Regions from separate parts of the Mus musculus genome. Here region 2 is linked to region 1. The links are chromatin contacts, called in public Hi-C maps. All regions are on one chromosome and are shown on one strand. Each heading gives the region's core, a stretch centred on a gene start, on an enhancer-like site or on the middle of the called end of the contact. The rest is flanking DNA. Distances are from core to core; before and after follow the strand shown. Region 1 holds the start of Lncbate6 (a long non-coding RNA gene). Region 2 has its middle 14 kb from the start of Gm47754.

Evidence for each region. Hi-C and Micro-C count contacts between places; a contact is called where the count stands out from the background.
Region 2: a contact with region 1 is called in a Hi-C map of the HPC-7 cell line, with 5 times the contacts expected there. The contact joins the enhancer-like site here to the promoter of Lncbate6 in region 1. A contact is called at or near these places in 2 of 39 promoter capture datasets (the HPC-7 cell line and liver), 1 of 15 datasets of contacts at CTCF or cohesin (CD8 T cells), 32 of 484 Hi-C or Micro-C datasets (CD4 T cells, CD8 T cells, ECoMG myeloid progenitors and 21 more) and 12 of 115 datasets of contacts at active chromatin or transcription factors (CD8 T cells, the HPC-7 cell line, bone marrow-derived dendritic cells and 7 more).

Annotation. Positions count from the first base shown.
Region 1 is chr13:37,537,695-37,543,676 of GRCm38.p6, reverse strand. It overlaps Lncbate6 (a long non-coding RNA gene), which reads right to left and starts at 3,541. Exons shown (of 3, transcript XR_382205.2): 1 at 2,269-3,541; 2 at 485-681.
Region 2 is chr13:37,592,439-37,598,602 of GRCm38.p6, reverse strand. No RefSeq gene overlaps it. Among named protein-coding and RNA genes, the nearest start is that of Gm47754, 14 kb to the right of the region's middle. Within about 2 kb of position 3,267, at least 51 of the 459 cell types and tissues checked have an H3K27ac peak or open chromatin away from gene starts, as enhancers often do. A contact at or near this core is called in ECoMG-derived neutrophils, the HPC-7 cell line, LSK cells and 8 more, where this site is marked.

The DNA.
Region 1 (5,982 bases), core at 2,292-4,791:
AGCAGCTTCCACTTAACAGCGAATATTGCTCTCTTGGAGGGAGGGGGCTTCTTCAGCATGGGGTTCCTTCAGTTCTCCATACGTCTCCCTGTCTTAAGTTTATGGAATCGGCAGAGCTCTGAAAGCTAGTAGGAGTGTCCAGGATGCTGGATAAAAAAAGGGGATGATTACCGGGCTAGCCTCAGCTTCTCATGAGTAAAACTAATTGCTTTGCTTCATGTGAGACCACCAGAAAAAGCCCTGGGGCTTGCCACAGTAGCACGGAGAAGGAAAATTTGTCTGCCTGGTCAAGTCTTCCTCAGATTGACGTTATGATAGGCAGAGTCTGCGTGCACACTTAGTCTGCTCTCTCCTGAGAGAGGAGGCCAGACCAGGAAATAGTTGCAGGGGCATCTGTGCTGTGCTCGGCCACCCATGAAGCAGCCAGCCTCCTTCTCTGTCCACTTGCCCATGGCCCCACAAGTCTGACCTGAACTCAGTGTACCTGCTTAGGTAGTGGGTCCCACGGCGCCTTGATCTTCCACAACAGGGAAGCCCCGGGGCAGACGGTGAGAGGCCCATGATGCAAGGCACAGAGCAATGTGCTGCTGTGGGCTGTGCCTGAAAGCGACTAGAAGCAGGAACATCGGCACAATGGGCCCGGCCTAGCCAAGCGGGTAAAATGTCAGGGCACTGTAATCTCTGCAACAAGACGGTGTGAAACTTGGTGAGACTCATTTCAACTAGATCGAAGTTCTTCCTGACCAAAGACTATGGTTGTGGTCAAATGAGTCTCTCAAAGACTCATTAGTGACTTGAAGTGATGGGGGCGGGGCCATGCAAATACCCTTGGACACATACTGCGTAGGTCAAAATGATTGCCCAAGCTGCAGCCATTACGTCCACAATCCTGCTAACAGCAGCATCAGGGTTGACAACCAAACTTGGTAGAAAGGAAAGGCAGTTCTCCACTTGCTTCTGAAAAACTGCATATGACCTATGTGACGTTTCACTTTATTCTGGGTGCCCTCACGCCGAGCTAACAAAGTATCAGAAAGTTAGATCAGGATATAGGGGTCAACAGGTAGCTTGTCCTCCATTAGGGTGGGGAGCCTTGAGCCAGCTGCAGGGTGCACTCAACCATCAGTGTGTTCCTATTTCGCAAGGACACGGGGGCTAAGGAAGGAGATTGGAGGAGGGGGTGCACATAGGTATGGGAGGGATAAGAGGAAGCCAGGGTACAAGGAAGTATGAAAGAGAGATGAGTGTGATGCCAGAAGAAGGGGGCCATAACATGGATCCACCAGCTGATTGGGTGCATCAAAACCACCCAGCCTCCATGGGCAACCGATGAGGGTGAGTGGGAGAGCAATTCTTGCCAGCAGCCTCTATCAGCTGCAGCTGACCTCATGCTCCGATCACCCTTAACATGCCCTCCCACCCAGCCTGCAAACACTCCTGGCTTGCCCATCTTCTGCCCACCCCCGACTCCCACATGCCTGGAGGGTCTATGGTCTGAGTACACCCAATCTGCATGACTCTTCCTCAGGACACTGATGCGATGTGGCCTTATTTGCTCCAGAAAAGCTTCTTGGGGGGCGGGGAGGGGGAGTAAGGGTAGAGGAAATATAAATTAAAACCTTTCCAGTCTTCAAGACATTCGTGACCAAGGGATAGATAGCCCCTATCCTGGCTCTAAGCTTCTCCTGTGACAGCATGTACCAGGGGCTGAAAAAGCCAGGAAGAGAGCCACCCTCTCCACCTAGCGGTAGCCTGAACTAAACAGAAACTAGCCTTGTGGTTTCCCCCAGACCTGTGAGAGCCAAAACCACCAGTTGCCAGGGAGGGCATCCGCTCCTCGGAGGAGGAGTCTGCTCCATTGTCAGGTTCTGTGGCAGAGCATTTGTCAGCTCAGACACGTCAAGGAAATGTCACTCATTGGAAAAGGACCTACTGTGGCCAGATGTCCCTCCCCCCGGGGCAGTGGGTGTCATTCTCTTTCTCTCTGGCTTTCTGTCTGTCTGTCTGTCTCTGTGTATCTGTATTTCTCTCTCTCTCTCTCTCTCTCTCTCTCTCTCTCTCTCTCTCTCTCATGTGTGTGTGTGGTGTATGTTCACACATATTTTTAGAGAGACTTTTTTACTGTGTAAAAAAAGTAGGCTGGTCCTAAACTCTGAACGCTGGACACCTCCTCCTCCTCCTCCTCCTCCTCCTCCTCCTCCTCCTCCTCCTCCTCCTCCTCCTCTTCTAGTCTCGGGATACCAAGGAGCTAGAATGGCAAGCACTTACCACTGTCTGTGCCTGGTGTGCCTCATTTTCGGAAGTCTCCAGCAGTCTGGCTGTAGAGGTTGCAGTGGGATCAGGCTTCTTTCCAGTTCCCTCTCTGACCCTTCCCCATTTCTTCCACAGAGCCTGGGGCTCTGGGCTCCTCTTCCTCCTCCCACAGTCTGTCTCCTGTGGTGTTAAATTTCACCCACACTGGGGTCTTTGTTAAACTGACCTTCATTGTATTTCCTCGTAGCTTTGCCTGACCACAGATGCTGGCCAGAGGCAGGAAACAGAGCTGTCCTTCAGAATGGACCCCAGTGGCATCCATGTCCCATGCTGTGATCATTGTACTGAGGTGTGGCTGCAGAGAGCATCCCTGGCTGGCCACCGGTGGGCACTCATATATTCAGATCTACTTCTCTGTGTGCAAGCACAGGTGTGTGTCCCTCTGCATATGTGTTAGTGCCTGGGGAGCTGAGAGTGACACTGAGCATCTTCTTCAACTACTTTCCTCATTAAAACACACACACACACACACACACACACATACACACACACACACTTATTGTTATATATATGGGTGTTTTGCATGCTCGAGTGTCTTTGCATCACATACATTCCTGATGACCCTGAAGGCCAGGAGAGGACATTGGATCTCCAAGAACTAGAATTACAGATGGTTGTGAGCATCCATGTTGGATGCTGGGACTTGGACCCAGGTCCTCTGGATGAGCAGCTGATGCTCAAAACCTTCAGCTCCATCCTCCTTACTTTTTAGAGAGAGGGCCTCTCAGTGAATCTGGAGCTCCATTTTTGACAGACCTTGGGAACAAGCCCCAATGATCCCGCTGCCTCTTCATCCCCAGTCCTGGGATCACAGGCGCAGCACTGCACTTAGCTCTTATGGGGGTGCAGGGGATCGTGCAAGCACTTTACATACTGAGCTGTTTCCCCAGGTCCCTCAAGTCTGCTTTTCTTAAATGAAAAACCAAACAAAACTCGTTGCGCAGTGAGAGATACGAACACTGAGTGGTGTTGAAGGTGAAGGCCAGTCCTGCCCCAGTTGACTTGGTACCCTTGTTACATGCTCTCATTGGCTAACTGAGTTAGGTGGCTGCTATTTCTCCAAGGACTCTAATTTTCAGTGTTCTGTTACCTGCAGTTACAAATACGCTCATATCAGACAATGCAGTTATAAAGCAAGACAGCAAACGCAAAGGATTACTGTGGTTTATTTTTTGTGTCTTTTGAGATGTGATCTTGCTCTGTAGCCTTGAGGAGCCTAGAGCTCACTATGTAAACCAGGCTGGCCTCAAACTCAGAGAGATTTACCGTCTCTGCCTCCCAAGTGCTAAGTTTAAAGGCATGTACCACCATGCCTGGCTTCTGATTCATTTTAATATTTAAAATTTATTATTATTATTATTATTTTTACAGTGTTAAGGGTTCAGCCTAGGGTCCCGAAGGTGGTAGGCATGTACTTTCCTGGGCTACATCTCCTATTCCTACTTGTTTTTTCTTTTTTAATTTTATTTACTTTATTTGGCTTTGTTTGTTTATGCACAAAAAATGGTTTGCCAGCATGTATGCATGTGTATCATGGGCATACGTGGTACCTGTGGAAGTCAGAAGAGGGCGTCAGATCCCCTGGAACTGGAGTTACAGATGGTTGTGAGTAGCCATGTGGGTGCTAGGACTTGAACCCAGGTCCTCTGCAAGAACAGTAAGCACAACTAACTGCTGAGCCATCTTTCTAGCTCTCTACTCTGAGTTTTTTCTTAAATGCAAAATTTATCTTCAGAAGTGACTAGGAAACTTTTAGAAATAGATCCACAATTTTTCCTTTGGATATAATAGATTCTGAACTGATCCAGCATATACACACTATTTATGTTTCAGAATTAGACCCTTTGAGCCCCCCTGGAAAGTGCATATCCTTTATTGGGAAGGGGGGCAAAGAGTCTCTACTGGTGTAGTAGCAGTGGTGTGTGTGTGTGCGTGTGCGTGTGCTTGTGTGTGTGTGTGTGTGTGTGTGTGTGTGTATGTGTATGTGTGTGTGTGTGTGTGTGTGCACCAGCTCGTGTGAGAAGCAGGAATAGAGGGAGAATTCATCTGGATCATGTGCAAGGAACATAGGATTATGATATTATTTCTGCCTAATGAGGAACCTGCAATGCTAACAGAACAATATTATAGTGTAAAATAGGCCTGCCAGAGAAAGAGGGTGATGGGGACACCTGTCAGTCAGTTAACGCGGGCTGAAAGGGCTTATGGGAAACTATTCCGGAGGAGCTGGCATCTGGCCTGTAGATTGGCTAGTCTTATGGTGGTGACAAAGTGCCCCATGTAAAGAACTTGAGGGAAGATTTGCTGATGCTCACAGCTTCGGAGGCGTCAGTCTGTGGCTGCTTGGCTCCATTCTCTTGACAGAGCATCGTGAAGGTGGGAGGGCGGGATGAAAAAGCTTCTTCATGGCAGAAGCTGAGAGATGGGTACAGGAAGGACCAGGTCAAGATACAACACCACAGAGTCACCCACGGCGACCTAATACTCCGGCTGGTAGCAGCCTCTTACTTTTTGTAGCATCTCCAAGCCATGCTTCCAAATTATAAATCCATCAAGGGGTTGGTTAATCCACTGATTAGCTCAGAGCCCTTAGGATCCAGTCACTTGTCCTCATCCGCCTAGTCAGTGAAGGGACACTTCACACTCCATAACAGCATGCACTTGCCCTTTTGGATGGTTGAATGTCTATGAGAGGACACAATAGAGGGCCTGGGTAGAGGGGACAGCAGCTGCCATGACGGGCCATAGGTCCCTATCCCACTGCCCCTTTCTCTTTGCTTTGGACTCCAAGTCCAGGTCTGTCATGCTCACCTCTTCACAGATGAGTAAGGCTCTCAATGCTCCTGAGCTAGGCTGCAGTCCCCTCTGCTTTGAAGGCCACACAAGAGAAGTTGCCATCCGCTGGAAGCAGTGCTGAGAGAGACTCATCTTGCTTGGCATCTTCTCGTAGGACCACAGGACTCTCTTGCAACATCTTTTAAGTACCTCGAAGTTATGTGCCTGGGAGGGAATGTCCAGGGACGGACACTGTGCAGGCCAAGATCTTCCTAACTTTCTGTCTCTCTACAGTTAGTATGAGGAGGGAGGCAAGGGAGGGAGTGCTCCTCTGTAGTCTCACTGGTTGGTAAAATACTTGCAGCAGGTTGAGGGAGTGAAACAGAGACGCCTCCATAACTATCTGTGCTTTGTATACCTGTCTCTGTTCACTCGTTTTTATTTATCTTTACTGTGAGCTGTGTGTGTCTGTCTAGGGAACCTGGGTTAATGTTCCCCAGAGCATTTCCCTTGCTCTCTGACTCCGATAGTCCATGTGCAGTGTTTACTCAAAGGCCACGCTGTGAACCGTTGGGCAATCCTGCTTTCTGTGAGACAACCTTGGTATCTGCTAGAAGAGATTTTTTTTTTTTTACCCCCGCAGTGATAACATCAACTCCGTCTTCCTGTTCACTACAGCTAGCAGTAAACACCCTTTTCCCTTCTCACACTACAGCCAGCTTCCTCTCAGTGTTGTTGTAAGGTCTTGATGTTGGTCTCCACTGCAGCCACATCTGCATCATCTGCTCTGGCAAGAATCCTTCAGCCTTGCTGCATTTACCTAGTAATTTTCCTGCTACTCTTCCTTCACCTGCTTCTTGGTTCCAGCTGTTTTCACTGTGGTTGGAACTGAGT
Region 2 (6,164 bases), core at 2,018-4,517, 55 kb before region 1:
CCCACGTGATTTGTCTTGTTGCATCATTCATTCTTCACATCTTCACAACCTTTTCCACAGTAAGAGCCTCTGAAGCCAGCTTAGAGTGCACGGCTGAAGAAGTGAATTGAGAAACAATGAGTGAAGGGGACCGCTAGGTTCTGGAACCCCAGGTTGCCCCTGGATGACTTGGGACTGAAAACTTTGCCCTCTGCTCCCACCATGGCTGATTTTAGAGGAGGGGAGGAGCTGCCTAACTTGGAAGGGACTTAGCTTGGTTTTAGAGGAGGAGATGGAAAACAAGCAAGGCTGGGAGCAAAGGTTCGTGTAAATGAGTGTAAGCCAGAAGCAAGGTGGGAGCCACGTGTTCTGTGGGTGATTATCTAGCGCAAGCCCTGGGATGGGGTCAGGAGACATGATACTTAGAGGGAAAGAAGAAACGCACAGACAGGAAGGAGAGAGAGAAAATGGATGAGAACTACTGAAAGGAGCAGCACCTAGGAGCTGGAGTTGATTTGAGAGCAGTCTTTGTGCTGAAAGTCCTGGGACCCAGAAGCTGGCTGCTAAGACAAAGCTAGGGAAGAGGACTGACAGGCCTCTCAAGGAACAGGGCTCGGACGTGTGGCCTCCATGACCCCTAGCAGAGAGGCTCCAGCAAGTATGGGTCCATCCTCGAGGCTGGCGAGTTTACTGGGTAGGGGCCAAGTTTCAACCAAGCTGGACCCCCTTGCTCTCTGCAGAGGATGGAGCAAGAAGAAGAGGTTTACCCGGAACTGTGCCAGGCAAGCAGTCCCTGCCTTACACCTTAAGGGCCATGGGTTTCCTGCTTCTCTGGCTTTCTCAACGGAGTGGGCTGGTTTAGTGTGGTGTAGCGTTTGGCTTTCAAACGTTACTGAACAACTGGGCTGAGTCTGCACAGGATGTTTAGTGACACATTTACTTTGAGAAGTCAAAGTGTTACGAGTTTATGGGACTAGCTTTCAGTGGGTCCTGCAGGGACCAAGGTTACAGGAACATCGCTCACCAATTCAACCCTCAGGCTTTCTTCAATTTCTCTTTTTCAAAACCCCTTTCTTAGATTTCAAAGAAAGTGTATGTTAATGCTGACGGGCTTTCATGTGAGAAATGGTATATTTTTATGGAATGATTTAAAGAGAAGGAAAGGGCATCACAAATTCATGATTCATAGGAATGTCTATACAGCTTTCTAGGACGAAGCCAGCGACGACAGGTCTTCAGGAAAGCGAACGTTGAAGGAGCAGGCAAGAACGGTGTTCTTTAAGGGAATCTTCCAGCTGTCCTGTGATAGCTAGATTGTTGCCTTCCATCATGACCCACTTCTATGCACATGAGGAATGCTTTACCCAAACTGAGATGCACTGTTATTCTAACAAGCTTGCAAGAGTCCAGAGACTTAGCACAAAAATGATGTGGCGATCTGGAGAAATGGCTCAGCAGTTAATAGCACTGTACTGTTCTTGGATAGACCAAGGTTTAGTTCTCAAAACTACGACAGGCAGCTCACAACCGCGTATATCTCAAGCTCCAGGGGAGCTGATGCCTTCTTCTGGACTTTACAATCACTGGTACTCATGCTCACAGCTCCACACATAGACACAGACACAGATGCAAACAAAACATGCATACACACACACACACACACACACACAGAGAGAGAGAGAGAGAGAGAGAGAGAGAATCTAATAATAAATCTATTTTAAAAAAAGAAACTGGAAACTGCTCACTAATAACTTTTAAACATTCACTGTATGTTCAAATGACGATGTTTATGTTATGTTGGGTAAATAAAATATGTTTCTAAAATTGATTTCATCTGTTACTTTTTACTTTTAATGTGGCTACCAGCAAATTTAAAATCACAAGCATATGTGACTCGTACAGTTAGCCTTCTAACCTGTGGGCATCGAGAGATTCCACCACCTACTGATAAAAAAGATGCAGGGAAACAAAGTTGTCTGTTCGGAACACACCCAGACTTTTTGTGTGTGTCTTTATTCCCTCAACACAACAGGGCAGCAATTGTCTTTACATCACGTTCACTATCAAAAGGCATATTGGGATGATTTGAAGTTTAGAGGAGGCTGTATATATCTTATATGCAAATACCACTTCGTTTTATACTGTAAAACGTGGCCATAAGAGTTAGTTCATAGAAACAATTCCTTTCAGGTGTGAAGGCTGGCTGTGTTGGCTTTCCATTGGGCTAAACTGAATATGGGCATACAGTCCCATCAGCTTCTTGTGGAAAATTAAAATACACCAACTTTTTACATATTCAATGTGAACACGGCTACTCTAGCTGAGGACATTTTAAATGGTTTCTCAGTTTATAGATTTTTGGGTTTTTGTGGTTGATGTTATTGTTTGATTGTTTTTCTTGTAGTTTGGTTGTTTTTTTGGAAATGCTAGAATTTCTTTTGTCTCAGCAGGTGCCTATTTTATTTTATTTTATTTTATTTTATTTTATTTTATGGCCAAGATCTCGCTATGTAGCCCGAGTTGGCCAAAACCTCATAATCTTCCCACCTCAGCCCTCCAGGTCCTGGCTGCAAATTGTCCCCACCATGCCAGCCTCTAAAAGCAGAAGTTTAACTGGGACCCATCTGCATGGGAACTGAAGAGGGAGGCTGTAGGGTTGTAGGTCAGATATCTCTAGAGAAGAAAGATCCTGTCTTAACTCCCTTCTGCCACTTAAAGGACGAGCAGAGAAAAAGAGAAAAACCTTCTGTAAAGTGCAATGTCCTGAGACTGGTCTCTAAGGTCTGAGAAACCAAGTGCAAATGAATGTATTTTAATCCAGATTTCATTTTCTGAAAACTATGGCCCCTAAGATCCTAAGGGTCAGGAGCTCATGGAAGTTTAGAAAGGATGCTTAGAAAAGCTGTCCATGGGCCCCAAAGGCCGCTATGTCTCTGCACAGGCTGAACTGGAACTCAAAGGACAGCCTAACCTTTCCAGGAGCCCAAAGTGAGAGAGTCTTTGCTCCCTATGCAAGGGTAAGGCACTTAGTGACCAGGATACGGTGCACAGGTTGGAAGGATCCCTAAGCTCTGAGAGAGGGTACCTCCTACAGGGAAACAGCTCCGTCCCCCGTGGTTCGTTTTGCTAGACAGCAAATTATTTAAGCACATTCAACAGTCTTTGTGATCCGCTGTGACATCTGCCACAAGGAGACTCTAAAACTGAGGAAGTCAGCAGTTGGGACGGAAACTGCGGGTCAAGCTTTAACTCTGTGTGACATTCTTTCAGGGACTTTCTTCCCAGAAGAGCTTGAGTTAGGATCCTCCCCGGGGCTTCCCTCTGGTAAGGGTGTTAAGTCAAACTGCTGCTCTGCCTCTGCTGTAACTGTGGTCATCCAAAGGTAACTCACCCTACTTCTTTTGTTGTTTATAACATTTCACAGGGAGAGTTCTCAGCCCCGTTTCTCTCAGTTCTGACACCACAGTGCAACCCCCAAGCCCTGCTTTATTGTGGATCTTGTTTATTATACTTCAATAATAATGATGATGAAAATTTAGGCAAATTAGCCACTACTTTTTAATTAAATTTTTATTAGTGCTTTGAGATTTTTGAGTTTCATAACAATGTGTTTTGATCATAGTCATTCCCCTGTCCCACCGTCCTTTGCTATCTACTCAGTTTTGTGTCCTTAAAAAAAAAGGACAAGCCATAAGGACCAATTTGTGCTGCCCGAGATATTCTTGAAATATGATCTTCCACTGGGGTGTGGCTGACTTACCAAGATCTATGCTCTTAGAGACAACCATCTCTCCTCCTCCCAGTGGATAACAATTACCAGTGGCTTCGTGGCTTGGGGTGGGTTGGATGCCCAGTTCCCATCTCTGTACTAGGATTTGGTCTGGCTTGGGCTTGCATGGGTTTTGTGTGTACAGTCACAACCAGCACTGTGAGTGCATTTGTGCAGCTGTCTGCTGTGTCCAGAAGGTTCTTAACACACACGTACACACACACACACACACACACACACACACACACACTCATATATTTCCTTTACAACTAAACATTCTGCACTTTCATATTCTGTGCACTCTAGTTAGGTGTGAGTCATTGTATTAATTATCATCTATTGCAAATAGAAGTTTCTCAGATGAGGGTTGATCTATGGGATAAGTCAATGGGATTCAATTTAGTACTGTGCCCACTTAGCAGCATGATTGCAGTAGTTCTCCCTTAGGGCCTATGACCCGTCTAAGCACCATTCTTGGCCTAATAATGGTGTCAGGTAAGGGCTTCATCTTGTGGAGTGGGACTCAAATCCAACCAGGAAGTAGTTGTTTACTCCAGTGGTGTGTGTGCCACAACTCCGCCAGCAGTCATGTCTCGCTGGGCCAATCGTTAATGCAGTTGCCACTTATCTTGGGCAGAGCAGCACGGAGAGTGTTGGGTTATTGTGTGGGAGAAGAGGAGACATGATAGAGGTTTTTTTGTTCATTTGTTTCGGGAAAGATTTTATACTAAAGCGCAGAGACTTTAGATAAATGAAGGTAGTAAGACTGTTGCTGTTATGATCTTGAATGCCTCGCGGCTTCAGAAGGATGACACCAGGCCAAACAGTTCTACATGAGGTTTATTGGGAGAAAGAGGGGCAAGGTGGTGGCGGAAAGAGAAGGGGGGAGAGGGGGGGGGGGAGAAAGAGAGAGAGAGAGAGAAAAAGAGAGAGAGCGAGCAATCGGGGGCCTTTCTTTATATATGAGTGATGATGTAACACAGGTAAAGGTGGGAGGTGAGCCAAGTGGATTCTGGGAATATGGTGGCTGTTGTCTTGGCATCAGGCCTGCAGGCCCTGATTACGTGACATCACTGGTTTTGGAGGTCCTGATACCAACGGTTACACTCCTTTATGTTGTGATAGGTTTTTGTTGTTGTTGTTTTTTTAAATAATAAGTTGGTAAACAACAGAATTTAAGGCAACGAAGACAAAGACATCCAAGGGCAAAGTATCAGAAGATTCGATCATGGTGATGGCTTATTCCTCATAGATGGCTGTTTCTATGTGTTCTTAATCGGGGAGAGACAGACAGGCTCCTCAATTCTATTTATTTATTGTTTATGAATTTTGAGGGGCTTTAAAAGAGAAAATAAACACAAACAGAGCCTCTTGTAGTCCAGGCTGACTTCAACCTTACCCGATGGCCAAAGACAATCTTTAACTTCTGGTCCTTCAGCCTCTATCTCCTAGTGCTGGGATTACATGTTTACATCATTATATCCTGTGGTGTGTGTGTGTGTGTGTGTGTGTCCCCATCCTTTGAGACAGAATGTAGCCCAGCTGCCATCTAACACTTGATCTTGTTGCCTTCATTTCCTATGTGCTGGGGTCATAGGTATTTGCTACCATGTCTTTCAGACTCCTATTTAAAACTTAAAAATGAAATTATGTATGTGTGCACACACACACATGCACATACGTTTTGGCATTCTCAGAGGCTGAATCCAGGGTTACCCTCAAGCTGGACATGTGTGTTACCTGGCCCTTTAATTTTTTTTCTAAGATTATTATTGGTCCGCAGACGTTCAAGGGCCCTGTGATCCTACTGGATCTAGTTATGGCTGCAGGCGCCTCCTTTGCTGCTGAATATTTGGGTGCTCAGCTGTGCTAGGAAGTCCTTGATTCTTCCACTAGCTGTCACTGATAACGGACCAGAATCAGACCTTGCCAATTCATCCCCTTGAAAATTCTCTTTATAGTTCAGGCAGTAGAGTCAGGTTGTTAGGCCAAGGATCACTCTTAAGTTATATTCTTTAAGCGAGTTTTTCAGTCTTCCTAAGTCTTGTTCTAAACAGACACACACTCACAATCCAGAGCTGCGTGAGGATTAAAGAGAGATTATTCCACACAACTCCCTTAGCCTGGGGCTGGGCATTCTATAAATCATGGCTAAATTTATCTTTTTTTTTTTTTCTCCTGAAAACCTCTTGTGGTTTTTTCTATGGAATAGTATTCCTGAAGGGTGATCCTGGAGGGCTCTGCTTCCCTGGGAGCTGATGAGAAACATGGATTCTCCAGATCTCAGACTTACACAGCTAGACTCTTGGGCTGAAATCCACAAAGGTGTGCTCCAGGCTCTCTAGGCATCCCTGTGCAAGGAAACAGCCCAGGCTCCTGATCCCAGTTCCCTCCCATCTCCAAGATCTGCAGGCAC